Linked DNA regions of Mus musculus: all the other regions are linked to region 4. The links are chromatin contacts, called in public Hi-C and promoter capture Hi-C maps. All regions are on one chromosome and are shown on one strand. The core of a region is the stretch at or near the end of the contact, and the rest is flanking DNA. Distances in the headings are between cores, read along the strand shown.

Evidence for each region. Promoter capture Hi-C pulls out the DNA fragments that hold promoters and counts their contacts. A called contact is a pair of places that touch in the nucleus more often than the background predicts.
Region 1: a Hi-C map of CD8 T cells shows a contact between it and region 4, with 5 times the contacts expected there. The contact joins the promoter of Usp53 here to the promoter of Ptbp2 in region 4. A contact is called at or near these places in 3 of 484 Hi-C or Micro-C datasets (CD4 T cells and CD8 T cells).
Region 2: a contact with region 4 is called in a promoter capture Hi-C map of pre-B cells, with 10 times the contacts expected there. The contact joins the promoter of Rtca here to the promoter of Ptbp2 in region 4. A contact is called at or near these places in 1 of 39 promoter capture datasets (pre-B cells) and 1 of 484 Hi-C or Micro-C datasets (B cells).
Region 3: a promoter capture Hi-C map of pre-B cells shows a contact between it and region 4, with 10 times the contacts expected there. The contact joins the promoter of 4933405D12Rik here to the promoter of Ptbp2 in region 4. A contact is called at or near these places in 1 of 39 promoter capture datasets (pre-B cells) and 1 of 484 Hi-C or Micro-C datasets (CD8 T cells).

The regions. Positions count from the first base shown.
Region 1 is chr3:122,983,063-122,986,287 of GRCm38.p6, forward strand. Usp53 (ubiquitin specific peptidase 53) reads right to left here and starts at 1,385. Exons shown (of 16, transcript NM_133857.3): 1 at 1,220-1,385.
Region 2 is chr3:116,506,220-116,509,600 of GRCm38.p6, forward strand. Rtca (RNA 3'-terminal phosphate cyclase) reads right to left here and starts at 1,956. Exons shown (of 11, transcript NM_025517.3): 1 at 1,726-1,956; 2 at 1,532-1,632; 3 at 616-759. The coding sequence starts at 1,770.
Region 3 is chr3:122,922,736-122,925,659 of GRCm38.p6, forward strand. It overlaps 4933405D12Rik (RIKEN cDNA 4933405D12 gene), which reads right to left and starts at 1,381. Exons shown (of 6, transcript NR_046036.1): 1 at 1,328-1,381. It overlaps 1810037I17Rik (RIKEN cDNA 1810037I17 gene), which reads left to right and starts at 1,662. Exons shown (of 2, transcript NM_024461.2): 1 at 1,662-1,921; 2 at 2,744-2,924. The coding sequence starts at 1,725. The coding sequence ends at 2,744.
Region 4 is chr3:119,781,678-119,784,866 of GRCm38.p6, forward strand. Ptbp2 (polypyrimidine tract binding protein 2) reads right to left here and starts at 1,711. Exons shown (of 14, transcript NM_001310711.1): 1 at 1,525-1,711. The coding sequence starts at 1,532.

The DNA of each region.
Region 1 (3,225 bases), core at 135-2,634, 3.2 Mb after region 4:
GCAAGAATAAGTAGAAAATGTGTCCTACCACTAAAATGGCACTTTTATTTAAAAAAAAAAAGTGACGCCTTTAAAGTAATAAACTGTTAGTGCCACGTATCATGAGTTCGATAGACAACTTTATAAATAAAAAAAAAAATCCTAAGGAAAAGGCTTGTTTGGAGGGTCTCTTGTTTTTTATCCTTTGGGAAAAATACTTAATACATTGATTCGATTTACAAACTAAACAAATCACTTCTGTAAGTTTATAGCAAGTTGTCCAAAGGAGCTCACTTTAAAAGTCTCTAAAAGATAAGTCAAAAACCTTATTTTCCATACAACTCTTGCCCGCAGAAAATCTATTAGGAATTCTTCTGACAATAGCAGATAAATCACACATTACTTTTGAAGACCCTTTCTTCACTATTTTTTTTTTCCTTTTTTCTTTAACAGAATAGGATGAGGGATCTCTGCCTCGACCATCATCGACACAGAATTGAAAACAACAGAAAATAAAACTGACAAGTTATCAATGTCACCAATCCATTCTATCATAACTTCGTGTCAGCACTGGCTCCACCTTTTAAAGGTGAAAATCAGCGTGCCTGGTCTTAAACAAGCTCCAGGGCTCACCACAGAGAACTTAGGTTTACTGCCCATGTACCTCAAAAGTAGCCTTGAAAATATATTTGGAGGAAAGAATATGTTTCCAGCTATGGAAGACCGCAAGCAGATAAGGACGTGCAGTACGTTTTTGCAAGCATTTATCGGGATCTGCACGGAGAAAACAAACCCCAGGAGAATAACAAAACCTCAAAACAGGCTCAGATTGCAGGGCTTCACATCCTCCCGGTTACACCTGCGCAGGCACTTCCTGTTCCCCCGCGCCGCCGGCGAGTAGTTTGGTAATTGTACCGTAAACCGCCGTTTAGAAGCTAAACATTAACTCCGTCCGTCTGTCCAGCTACTGAGAAACCAACCAAGCCAAGATTCTATCACATCCAATCCAGTCTGCTCCGCCAAGGAGGAACGCCAATCACGCTGGAGCCCTGGTGAAGGCTCAGTGCTCCGGCAGCTGTGGGGCTGCACCGGGAACCGCAGGAGCCTGGCCAGCGCATCCCGACCCGGCCCAATCCCGCCCTCAGCCTGCGGCCACCCGGGTTAGCGCGCCCGAGCGGGGCCAGGCCGTGGGGACCGAGAGTCCTCCGCCCTCTGCCCAGCGGGGGCTCCCGCGACTCACCCCAAGCTCTACCTCCCGGCGCCGTAGCCCTTCCAGTCCCACTGGCCCGGCTCCGCCTCGCGCCGACACCCACAACGTCGTGACAGGCAAAGCGACACGCACAGGGACAGACGGCCACACCGCCGCTTTCAGCCGCCAGACCCGCGCAGAGCATGCGCGCACGCCCAAGACCCAGGGGCCGGTCTGGGCAGTGACACCTGCGATCAACAGGTCTCTGGACCCCGCCTTCCCCCGCGTCAGGACGCCCCGCCCCCTTGCGCCGGGCCCGCCTCCTCGTCTCGCCCCGCCCCGCCCCGCCCCCGCACGTGAGTTCCCGGCTTTCCCGCGGGTGATGCTCCCTTTCCGAGGGCTTGTGTGAGGCGCGAGATCCCGCGAGAGCAGGGCTCGGGCTTCTGCCCCGACGCGGGGGTGGCGCGCGGGGCGGGCTGTGAGACGGGACGTGGCGGATCGGCGAGCGGCTGCGTGGTGGGCTGGGGACTGCGGCGGATTTCCACGGCAGACGCGGGCGTCCCGCCGTCGTCCGCCTTGGTTGGCGGCTTTGCAGCCTGAGTGCGGATGCGCGGGGATCTGAGCCGGGGTTCTGTGGGTTTCAGCCATTGCTGGGTCGGCACCCCGGCGGTCCCCTTAGGGAGTCGGTACGGTCTGTTTGCAGTTGAATGGTGTCCTTTGGCGCGAATGTATTTTCCCTAAGTGGGGCTTTCGTGACCACTAATAAAACGAACGTCTTCATAACCGCGCTGACCCAGTTAGTATTTGTCAGAAATTTTGGCAGCATCCTCTCCGCGATGTGGAGCAGGTTTTGAGTTGCAAGCTGCTGCTGCTGCGAACCAGACTAGCCTTTGTCTGGGAAACTTTTATTTGGGATGATAATTAAAAGGAAAAACAAAACAAAGGGGGGAAAAAAAAACCTGGCTGATGATTAAGATGACTCAAAAAGGTAGATGTAGGTTTGGAAGACATTTCCAAAGCTGGCGTGAGTCATAAAAGTTGACTTAGATAAACTCAAAGGGGACTCCAGTTTACCTGAAGAAATCGCATGAGGGAGACCCTGCAGGTTGGTGGGTGACATGCAGTGAGGTTATTGTGTTTGACCCGGGATCAGTGAGAATTTATTATGTACCACATAAAAGAAGTAACATGAAGCCATAGACGCCGTCCTCAACATTAACATTAAAACCTCGACGGGAAGGAGCCGGAGAAACCAGCTCTTAGAAATGTAAAGAATTGGCACCATACTGTTTCCTCTCGGGTGCACTCTGTTTTGAGGTGTTGTTTAATATATCTTCTGTCACCTCTTTCCCCTTCAGCTATATTGTGTATTCTCGGATGTATTTTACATGAGTGCCTTAAATATGTCTTAAAAATAGACCAAGGAACAAGCAGTCCAGGTTTAGTTATGTTAATGTCCTACTCTTGACGTAACAAGATCTGAACGCCTTGTTCCCCCAGGAAAAAAAAAAAATGGTAGTTAGGAAGGTCACAGTGTGGTTGTATTAACTCAGAATTACTGTTCCTCGATGTGAGGTGAATGTTGGGGGTTAGATTCAAACAGTCCCTGGGTGAGCAGACCTAAATTATGAAGGAACCATCTTCACCACATTGGTTAAGGGTTCCTACAAGGGAGTAGCTTTGGTGTGTCAGAGAATACACTAGATCATCTAGGTGAAGCCCAGCACTTCCTAGTACCAGCATACCTCTTTCTGATAACTCAGACTGAGGAATGTACTACCCTGTGGCTAAATTCCTGCCTCTGAGGACTGGTAGGAGTAGCAACTTTCTGTCCAGAGGAGCGGGGATCCAGTAGTTCCTGGAAGTCATTATAGCTAGGTGTGGTAAGTCATGGCTGATGGGGTGGGGTACTGTGAAATGCAACAAGGAGAAAAAGCAGCTAAGAGATTGAGGCAAAATTAGATGTTAGGCGAAGTCTTTTACCTATAAAAACATTCATGAGGAGGTCTGACAAGCAATTGCATATTAACTAAGCCCTAGAGAGCAAGAACTATCTT
Region 2 (3,381 bases), core at 706-3,205, 3.3 Mb before region 4:
CGCTAGGAGGGGCTCTTAGCAGTTTGTTAAGCCACCCATTTCCCAGGAGGCTGAGTGTGTTTGGGTGGGGTTTTTTATGACTCTTGTTTTGTTTATTTTCTGGTAGTGGGAACTGGACACGGCAACTTTACACTAATCAAGCACTGAACTCGGTCCAGCTCCATCCCCAGGGGGGAGGGGTAACCGGGACAGCTGGGATGTTTAGAGTCAGCATCTCCCTGCACAGCAGGAGATGGAACCCAGGACCTTGGGCATGCAAGGCGAGCCTCCGACACTTTCTAGAGTTACATGGGTACTTACTAAGACAATAAGGGAAAACCAGGTATAGTAGTGACACAGGCCTGCAATCTCAGCCCCTGGGGGTGGGGGCAGTAGGGACAGGGACAGGCGGGATGAGTTCAACATTAGTGTTCACTTACAGGGAGACCTTGCCTTACAAAAACCAAAAAGAAATCTGTAAATAATAACAGCTACAACTAAACAAGCAGGCTTATCATTTACATTTTAAAAAGGGAGAAAACTGAACCTCAAAAGGTCCAAAGAGCACTCCCTCGAAGCCAAAGAATCTACATCTGAACCCAGGTCTGAATGGAGGACTGAGTGAGACATACATACCCTGCTGTCTTGGTATCTGCCGTGTGGACTCCACCTCTGATCTTCTCGGGGGTAAAGGTTATCTCTGTTGAGCCGATTTCTGCTCCCTCCAGGTGCCCGCCACACAAATCACGAACCATTTCCAGTCCAGATAAATGCTGAGGCCTTCAGGTCATAAGACTGCATCAAAACGTGTGCCATCAGACTGCCTATACCCCACTCTATGACAGTTACAAAAGCAATGGCCAGAAAACAAGTGTGATGTCTTCCAACAGGAGAACTTTGTCTGGGGCTTTTGATTTCATTCAATGACCACCCCGTGACACCAGTACTACCTAAATTATGTACTCCTCATCCCTAAATTCCCACCTTGAGGCCTCAACCCACACAAAATGTGATCATTTAAACAGGCCTTTTAAAGGTACAATCAACATAAGGGAGGCTATTAGGGGGTGCGGTAATACAATTTGACTGCTATTCTTATGAAAAGAGAGGGTGAGATTAGAGGAACAGGGATGTAGTTCAGTGGGTAGAGGGCGTGCACAGTGTGGAGGAGGCCTTAGGTTTTATTTCCAGAACCACATAAACTGGGCATGGTGGCACACAGCTGTAATTATAGCATCTGAGAGGTGGAAACAGGAGAATCGAAAGTTCAAGGTTATTCACCCTAGCAGAGAAGTTCCGGATTACCCTGGACTAGATGATATCTTGCAAGAACAATTAACAATAAACCTACCATGACAAGAACATGGACAAGCTACCCTGTTTCAAGGCGTCCTAAGGACAACTAGCGGCCTGCCCTATGGACAGAAACGGAGAGCAAAGGCCGCACTCTTAATTGCCGCCCGGGCCTCCTCCCCCCTAGAACCCGGGCTCCGATCTCCGGGCTCCCAGGCCCCCTACCCAAACTCCCCGCCCGCCCGCCCGCCCGCAGTACCTGAGGCCCGGCGTGCTGCGGCCCGCGCGGATCTTCTGCACGCGCAAGGGTAGGCCCAGGAGGCAGCTCAGGGCGGTGGAGACCCTGAGGATCTGGCCGCCCTGTAGAGAGCACCGGGGTGGAGAAATGACAGAGGTTGAATGGAGGCCCCCGCCGCCACGGCTCGCCCCGGCCCCTAGCAGTCCCACACTCACCCCTTCCATGATCCCACCGTCCACCTCCACCCGCTGGCCCTCCATGGCGGGCGCCTCTGAGCCCGGCCGGCAGCGACCACGTCCCTGCTGCAACCGGCAAAAGACGAGGCGCCCGCAAGCCCGCAGGCCTGATAGTGCGCTTCCGGGCCGAGCTCGCCGGAAGGAGAAAGAACCCGCGCCTCCCGGGAAACTGTTGCTGTGGAAACGAATTCCCCAGGGGACCCTGCCGGCAGCTGTACGCATGCGCTCCACCCAGCGCTCAGAGAGGCCGCGCGGGGCGTTGTGCGACTGTGTACCCAAACTAGCAGGGAACTGGGCTGGCCACAAGGGGGTGACACAGCAAAACCTTCAGGCTCCAGAAGCCCTTTCCCCCCAACAGGTACATTCTTCAGTTATCCCCCAGGCTGGTATTTTATTTTCCCAATCATGTGTAAGCACTGCCTTCTCCAGCATCCTCGGGTACCTCAAAGACTGGGAAATGAGGCTGAATTGTGTGATGAAACATCACTGTCGCCTAATTTCGATACTGTACTAACACAGTATTTTGGAAGCATGTAGATTACTTAAATCAATCTGGAACGTGCTCCAAGATGTGAATGGTTACTTGAAATGTTACCGTCAGAGCCTGGCCCCTGGCAGGCCTTAACAAAGTAGGCTCAGCCAACACCTTCTCAGTAGCCAAGCCAAGAAATAAGTATTAATGGAAGGCAGAAAGAAGAGATCTGTTACGTGTGGTCCCATTGGGAAGAGAAAAAAATAAATAAATAAACCTAGTCTATCTTCAGGGTTCTGATGGAAAGCTTAGGTTTAAGTAGAGAGCAACAGTGATTCACATGCAAGCAGTCCTAATCTAGGTGTGGTCCAGGCCAACACTGACCTGCCATCGACTCAATCTCTTCTGCAAAGTGGTCTAGCAGATTTTAGAACTGTAAAATCTCTTCCTGGGGCTGGCGAGATGGCTCAGTGGTTAAGAGCGCCGACTGTTCTTTCAAAGGTCCTGAGTTCAAATCCCAGCAACCACATGGTGCCTCACAACCATCCGTAACGAAATCTGATGCCCTCTTCTGGGGTATCTGAGGACAGCTACAGTGTACTTACATATAATAAATAAATAAATCTTTTTTTAAAAAAAAATCTCTTCTTGGATGACAAACTTGCCCCCCGGCTGGCTCGGGAACTCCGGCTTTTCCCATGGCCTAGCATGAGACTCAGAGAAACTTCCTTGTCTCATGGTCCGCTAAACCAAAGGGAGAGGCACAAACCCATTATAGTGTACAGAAGATGGTTTAGCGGCCTAAGAACCTAAAAAAAGGAGATACCAGTGATATAATTTTACAGACAGGAAATAATAAGACATTGAAGCAAGGCTGCTGTGCGAATATACATGTTGTACTTTTTAAAAATTATTATTATGTGAATGGGCATAATGTGTACACATTCATCTGTACACAGAGGCCTGAAGAGGGTATCGAATTCCCTGTGACTGGAATTCCAGAGGATTGTGAGCCACCAATCACACGGGTGAGAATCTGACCTGGGTCCTATGGAAGAGCAGCCATCTTCCCTGTGGTACCTTGATTATCATACATATTAGATTCCTATTACATAAATATAACACCCTCTGAAGAAAGCTAATCCTTTTTGTTTTTATTAATC
Region 3 (2,924 bases), core at 131-2,630, 3.1 Mb after region 4:
AAAACAAGGCAAGCCCAAAATACACTGGTGGGTACTTTAGAAAGGCTGATTTAGGAAAGGAGAAAGCTCTTCTGTAAGCCCACGATGCTATCAGGGCTACTTGGTTGGTATAAGTTAGTGGGCTGCTAAGTTAGTAGACTCCAACAGGTTTTTATCTAATGGTTACAGGATATTCTGACATAGAGTTGAGTGGCTTATTAAAATACTCCCATGAAATACCTATGTAAATTCCACGCTTTACCTTATCTGAGCCTTCTGAAAATTCGTGACTGTAATTGAGACAGGCTAATTCCATGACAGACTTCTAATTGGCAGTTCCTGGGATTAGGCCTAAAATCCTAGGCTTCAGGCAGCTAGTCAGAAAGTGCCCTACCATCAGAAACGACCCCCCCCCCCCCAAAAAAAAAAAACCCAACCTGGCCTGAAGCAAGGACAATGGGTTTTCAGCCCTCACACCCAGGCAATAGTTTCAGAATGTCCTTAAGAGAGAGTAGATAAGGCCACCTACCCCAGGATTCCTCAGGCAAGTTTCTAGCCACCACACCAAGGTTATGCTTCTGGAATGCCCGAGATAAGAGTAAGACAAAGCCCATCTATCCGAGAATTCCCCCAATGTGCAGCGAGCATACTTGGTAATGGGAGACTCCAGCATGCTGGACTTCGACAAAATAAAACACTCTGTGTGTTTACAAACTACTTGAGTCTGGAGTATCATTCTTCAGCGAATCATGGACCCTTACAACGTCCACCTCATCAAAACTGTTTCAAAAATTATGAGCAAATCGCTCAAGTCTGTACAAAATCATCCAAAGTTCTCAAACTGTACACACTTCCCAAACATGTAAGAAACCAAAAAGTTTACGTGTATTGGAGAGATGATTCTACGGGGTCTGCCAACCTTTTTACATTGTCACACAATGTTGTCGTCTCCAAAGTTATTATCAGAGAATCTCACGATCTAGTTTTTTAAAAGGAAGGAAGAAAGAAAGAAAGAGAGAGAGGGAGGGAGGGAGGGAGGGAGGGAGGGAGGAAGGAAGGAAGGAAGGGAAGGAAGGAAGGAAGGAAGGAAGGAAGGAAAGGAAGGAAGGAAGGAAGGAAGGAAGGAAGGAAGGAAGAAGGGAGGAAGAAAGAAAAACATCCCCCCACACGCTCATGTTTATAAAAAGACTACTTTTGTGGGTGGGCAAGGCTGGAATCCTTTGAGGCGGTTCCTGAAGTTCTGGCATCATCTCAGAGAAAAGGAGTTGAGACAGTTTTCATCCCAGAAACCGGGAGAACCAGTAATGCACCCTGCAAGGCAGCGTTTGAGCTACGTGAGAGAGCTCACCTGCACCTTAGAAACCACCTCTGAACACCGCAAGGGGACACCCCACCAGGAAGCAACGGGGCGGGGCACAGAGCGCATGCGTGCGGTCGGGGAGGCGGGGCAGACACCTTCGCCAAGTTCGGGGGGCGAGGAGGGGTGGTGGAACAGAGCGCCTGCGCCAAGAGCAGCCGGCCCAGCGGAGTCTGCGCGTTCCCGGGAATGCCGAAGAAGGCGAATTCCTAGAAAGGGAGGACGCCTGCGCAGTCCGGAAGGCGGGGACGCGGGGGCGGGGCGGGGCGCGGCGGCGGGGGCGGGGCGCCTAGTCGATTGGCGGGGTTACCCGGAATTGGTTGCTAGACTGGGCGCGAAGCGGTCTTCAGGTTTGGTCTCAGTTGCGCGGAAGTGAAACGACGCGGAGATGGAGGTGAGCCAGGCGGCGTCTGGTACCGACGGTGTCCGGGAACGGAGGGGCTCGTTCGAAGCTGGAAGGAGGAACCAAGATGAGGCACCTCAGTCCGGGATGAACGGGCTTCCGAAACACTCCTACTGGCTGGATCTCTGGCTCTTCATCCTTTTCGACCTGGCCTTGTTCGTCTTCGTGTACCTCTTGCCCTGGTGAGTATCCTGAGTTGCAGAGTTGAAGAGCTTAGGAAGCTGGCGGCTGCTTCAGTCTTCTCGGAGAGGGAGGGAGGGACGGCAGCTAGAGATGGCGGAGTTGGAAGAGCGAAAATGGATTTCCTTGACACCCCAGTGGCAAGAGGAGTGTGGAGAAAACTTGACTTCCCATATTTGTCTGTTTCATCACCACAAACGAACTGTTAAGTGTTAGAAACCTATACCCATAATTAGATCTATCGTAAATAATAAAAAATAATTACTAAAAACTAATAAAAATAAAAGTAAATAAATATCGTAAGTAATAAAAAATAGAGCATGACAGGTTAAATGTGATTATATCTAAAGTGATTTGAGTGTTGTGCGCCTGCTTAAAATGCTTAGCCCAAAGCAAGCCTTGTAAACTTAACTTGTCCATAACTTATGCAGATAAACGCGTATTATCTTCCAGAGTATCCCCAGTCCTACATCTGTCAAAGAATGGAGTATCTTGGGTTTCTTTGGCTCTCATTTTTTCGGTTTTGTGGCAAATTAGAAGGCAGAGAATGGGGGGGGGGTTTGAAAAGATAAACAGTTTTTTGATAAAAACTCGTTAAGTCATTTTGGTATAGACATTTCAAGAACAGTGATTTATTATTTAGTTATTTTTAATGATCTCATTTTCACCTCTGGGTAGAAAATTCATGACTTAATAATGTAGGCCTTTAGTTTTCCTTATCAATAGTGTAAATTATGTAGGGATAGGCTAGCAGTATCTATGTTCAGCGTCCCACTAAATGTCAAAATAAGCAGATGAAGGAAACAAGTATTTGGTTTTTACAGACCGGTTTGCTGAGTCAAGAATGGGGCTTCTGGAGTGAATCTTGAAAACGACTATAGACTCTTGAATGAAGAGGACTCCAGCAGCTGACTTCGGCACCTCTATCTAACCTTTTCTTCAGCCCTTGACCTCACTAAAGTACTATCATATGTTTAAAACCTGTTTTTCATGGTTGAAGTAATG
Region 4 (3,189 bases), core at 461-2,960:
ACCTGGAGGTTTTTTGTTTTTGTTTTTTGTTTTTTTTTTTTTTTAGAAATAATTTTGAACCATTCGACGTTTCAGTCAGTTTATGATCATTTTTAAGAACCTTTAACAGCAAGATGAAAATGCAGAAACACTATACTATTCCTAACGTGCTTATATACTGACATCAGCAACGTTGAGTGAGTTCTTTGGTAACCTAAACAAAATCTGGAAATTGGAAAACTGTCTGGGGATAATTCACATGTCTAAAGCTACATTTCCTGTGGTAAATAATATCCCATTAAGGTAATTTGTGGCAATGATGTTTAAAGCCTTTTTATTATCTCTTCTAAAACACCAGATAACTAACTCTAGACTGATAACCTATTGAATAAACTCGGATTTTACTTTCTTAGACTCGTCAAATCCAGACCCTCAATTTTAATAAAGGTTCATGTTCACTGGGTCTCTTTTCGTGCCCCTTCCTCTCTGTGGGCTGTGAACTGTGGCCCCCTTCTCTGAACAATGAGTTGAACTGGGTCGTTCGGGATGTGGAGTTAACAAGGGCGCGACATTGGTGAGCCTCCTCTTTTCTTCTCACAGCTCTCTCATCTCACTCAGCATCCTCCGGTCTTCACGCCCAGCCTCTCCAAAGATGCAACACGACTCTGATCCATGTTCCATATTTGCTTGGGGGGCTGGTGTGGGGGGGGGGGTGTTTGTTTTTATTTTTGTATTTTTTTTTCCTCCAGAAACTAATCAAAGTAGGGGGCGGGGGAAGGCCAACCCTGTGTGGATTATCTGTTGTCTGCCTTGCGTGGCTTGTGGCCTTTGCCCATGTGACTGATGCTGCCTCTCCAACACTTCATGGGGGTTTGGTTTTGTTTATGGCTTAATTTCTGGGCCCTGTGGGCCGAGCCCCGAATTCTTGTTGTTGTCGTTGTGGTGGTGGTAAAGGCATTCCGATGGCCTCCCGCCCCCGCTCCCAGACTCGGATGAAAACAAAGGAGTGTGACATGTGCCCTCCTCCCTCCCGCCGCCACGCGCCCTCCCCTTCCCCGCAGCTCCCACTCGGCGCTCCGGCCGCGGCGTTTCGGGCGAGGCCGGGGATGGCGGGCCTCGCTCAGGCTTCGCGCTCCGCACAGGCCTCCGCGGCTTGGCCCGCTCGCGCCCGCGCCGCCGCCGCCGCCGCCGCCGCCACCCCAGGGTTCGGGTCTCCCCGCGGCGTCGACATGGCTCCCGAGGGGGCAGGGCCGCCCCGGGCTTCCCGCCCCATCCCCCGCAGTCGGGCCGCCCCGCGTCCCCACAGCAGCCCCGAGGCCTCCCCGGCCTCCCAGCCGCGGCTGCGGTTCGAGCCGGTAGCCGGAGCGGCCGAGGGAAGCCCGGGGAGGGGTGTGTGTGATGGGGCGGGGGTTGGGTAACGGCGGCGCGGCCTGGGAGGGGCCGCCCGAGCCCCGCTTCCCGGGACCCGACCCGACCCGGATCCCGGCCGCCGCCTCGCCGGCCTCCTCTCCCTCGCCCATCTCCTCACGGGCTCCCGGTACCTACCCGTCCATTGCCGAACCGGACAAAGCTTCGCTCCCAAGAACCGAGCCACGCAGCCAGCGAGCCACACAAGCGGCGAGAAAATGGCGGCCAGGGCCCGACGGAAATTGCCGAAGGTGCCGGAGCGCACGGGGCAGCGCGCGGCGGCGGAAAGAGCCGAGCGCGCGGGCGCCCGGCGGCGGCGGGAGACGAGCGGCGGGGCACAGGGACCGGGGGAGTGGGCGCCTCCGCCGTTGGCTGCCTCCGCCCGCTTGCCCGCCCGCCCGCCCGCGCGCGCACTGCCTCCCGCCCTCGGAGACGAGCCCGCTGCAGTGGCTGGCTGACCTGGGTTCTTTCTCTTCCGTGGGCGGTGTGAGTGGGACAGCCTGCAGCCTGCACCGTGTGTGCCTCAGGCTAGCCCGGACTGCAACCCTGCTGCTCTCAGGCTGCTTCCACTCTTCCTTCCAACCTCAAGCTGCATTATTACCACAAAGGACCAATCCCAGGCCCGGCCCGGGCACCCTTCGCCCTCTCAGCTCTAGAGAAAAAGACTTTATAGCTGCATCCTAGACCTCGTTTACAAATTCTTCATCCTCAAAGAGCTTACCCCCCTGGTCAAGATCCATTGCTTAGGAAAATATAACAACATCTCCTAATTAAGGACTGCTCACCAGCTTAGTGTTTGCTTACAAACCTGGAATCAATCAGGCCAAGAGGAAGAAAAGGTGATTCTCATGTGGGTTGGTAATTTTTGTGCATCTGTTAGGAAAAACATATATTCCAAGATCCCTACATGGGAATGGCCACACGCTGAGCGAGCGAGGTGGCAGAAAGCGTTCCTGTATTCCAACATTTGGGGATATGGAAAGAGGAGGCCAATTGAGTTAGCATTAGTTACAGGGGATGAAAATGTTAAAACGGCCTAGACAAAAATCACTTTTCCATAGAACTAAAGGTCTTAATATCATAGAACATGTTTTCCGTTCTTCTTTAATGTATTTGTATCATAGCCCCAGCAACATTTGGTTTCGGAAAATGTTCCCGGCATGCCACTAATGCCAGCACCACCCTTTGCTCTTCCCTACCTCCTCCAGCACTTACCAACTGTGTCTGTCCAGGTGTCCTCCATACCTCCTCCAGATCTGCCGCGTCCCCTTCAAGAAGCCTCTTGCCCTTACCACCTGGAATTTCACCTCACTAAATGGGAGATTGTATATTATTTTTAAAAGATAAGTCAGAACCTGGCCCCAGCTACTCCAGAGGATGAAGAAACTTAGTGAGACCTTGTTTCAAAGGCAATCAACAACAACCACACACATATGTGCACTGTTGTTGCTCTAAGAACGTTTCCAAGCCACCACCTGGTCAAATAGTCTTGATTTGCCTTAGGGATTGTCGATTCTTTTTAAAAATCTAATTTCCGGCAACACCTCCCTTCTATCTATACTTTTGACTTATGATACGTAAAGGCCCCATTATCATTTCCATTAATAATAGTTTTTCATGGGTTGTGGTTTTGTTCACATAGTTTCAACTCAACAATTAAATCTGTATGCTCCCAGAGGGAGGGAGGGAGGGAGGGGATCCAGGATGCATTCTCCATCTTCTTCGCACTGGCACAATCAACACTGATAATTGGTTCTCGTTTTATCTCAGGGAAGACAATCTGGGTCAAGAAGAGCAGAACTT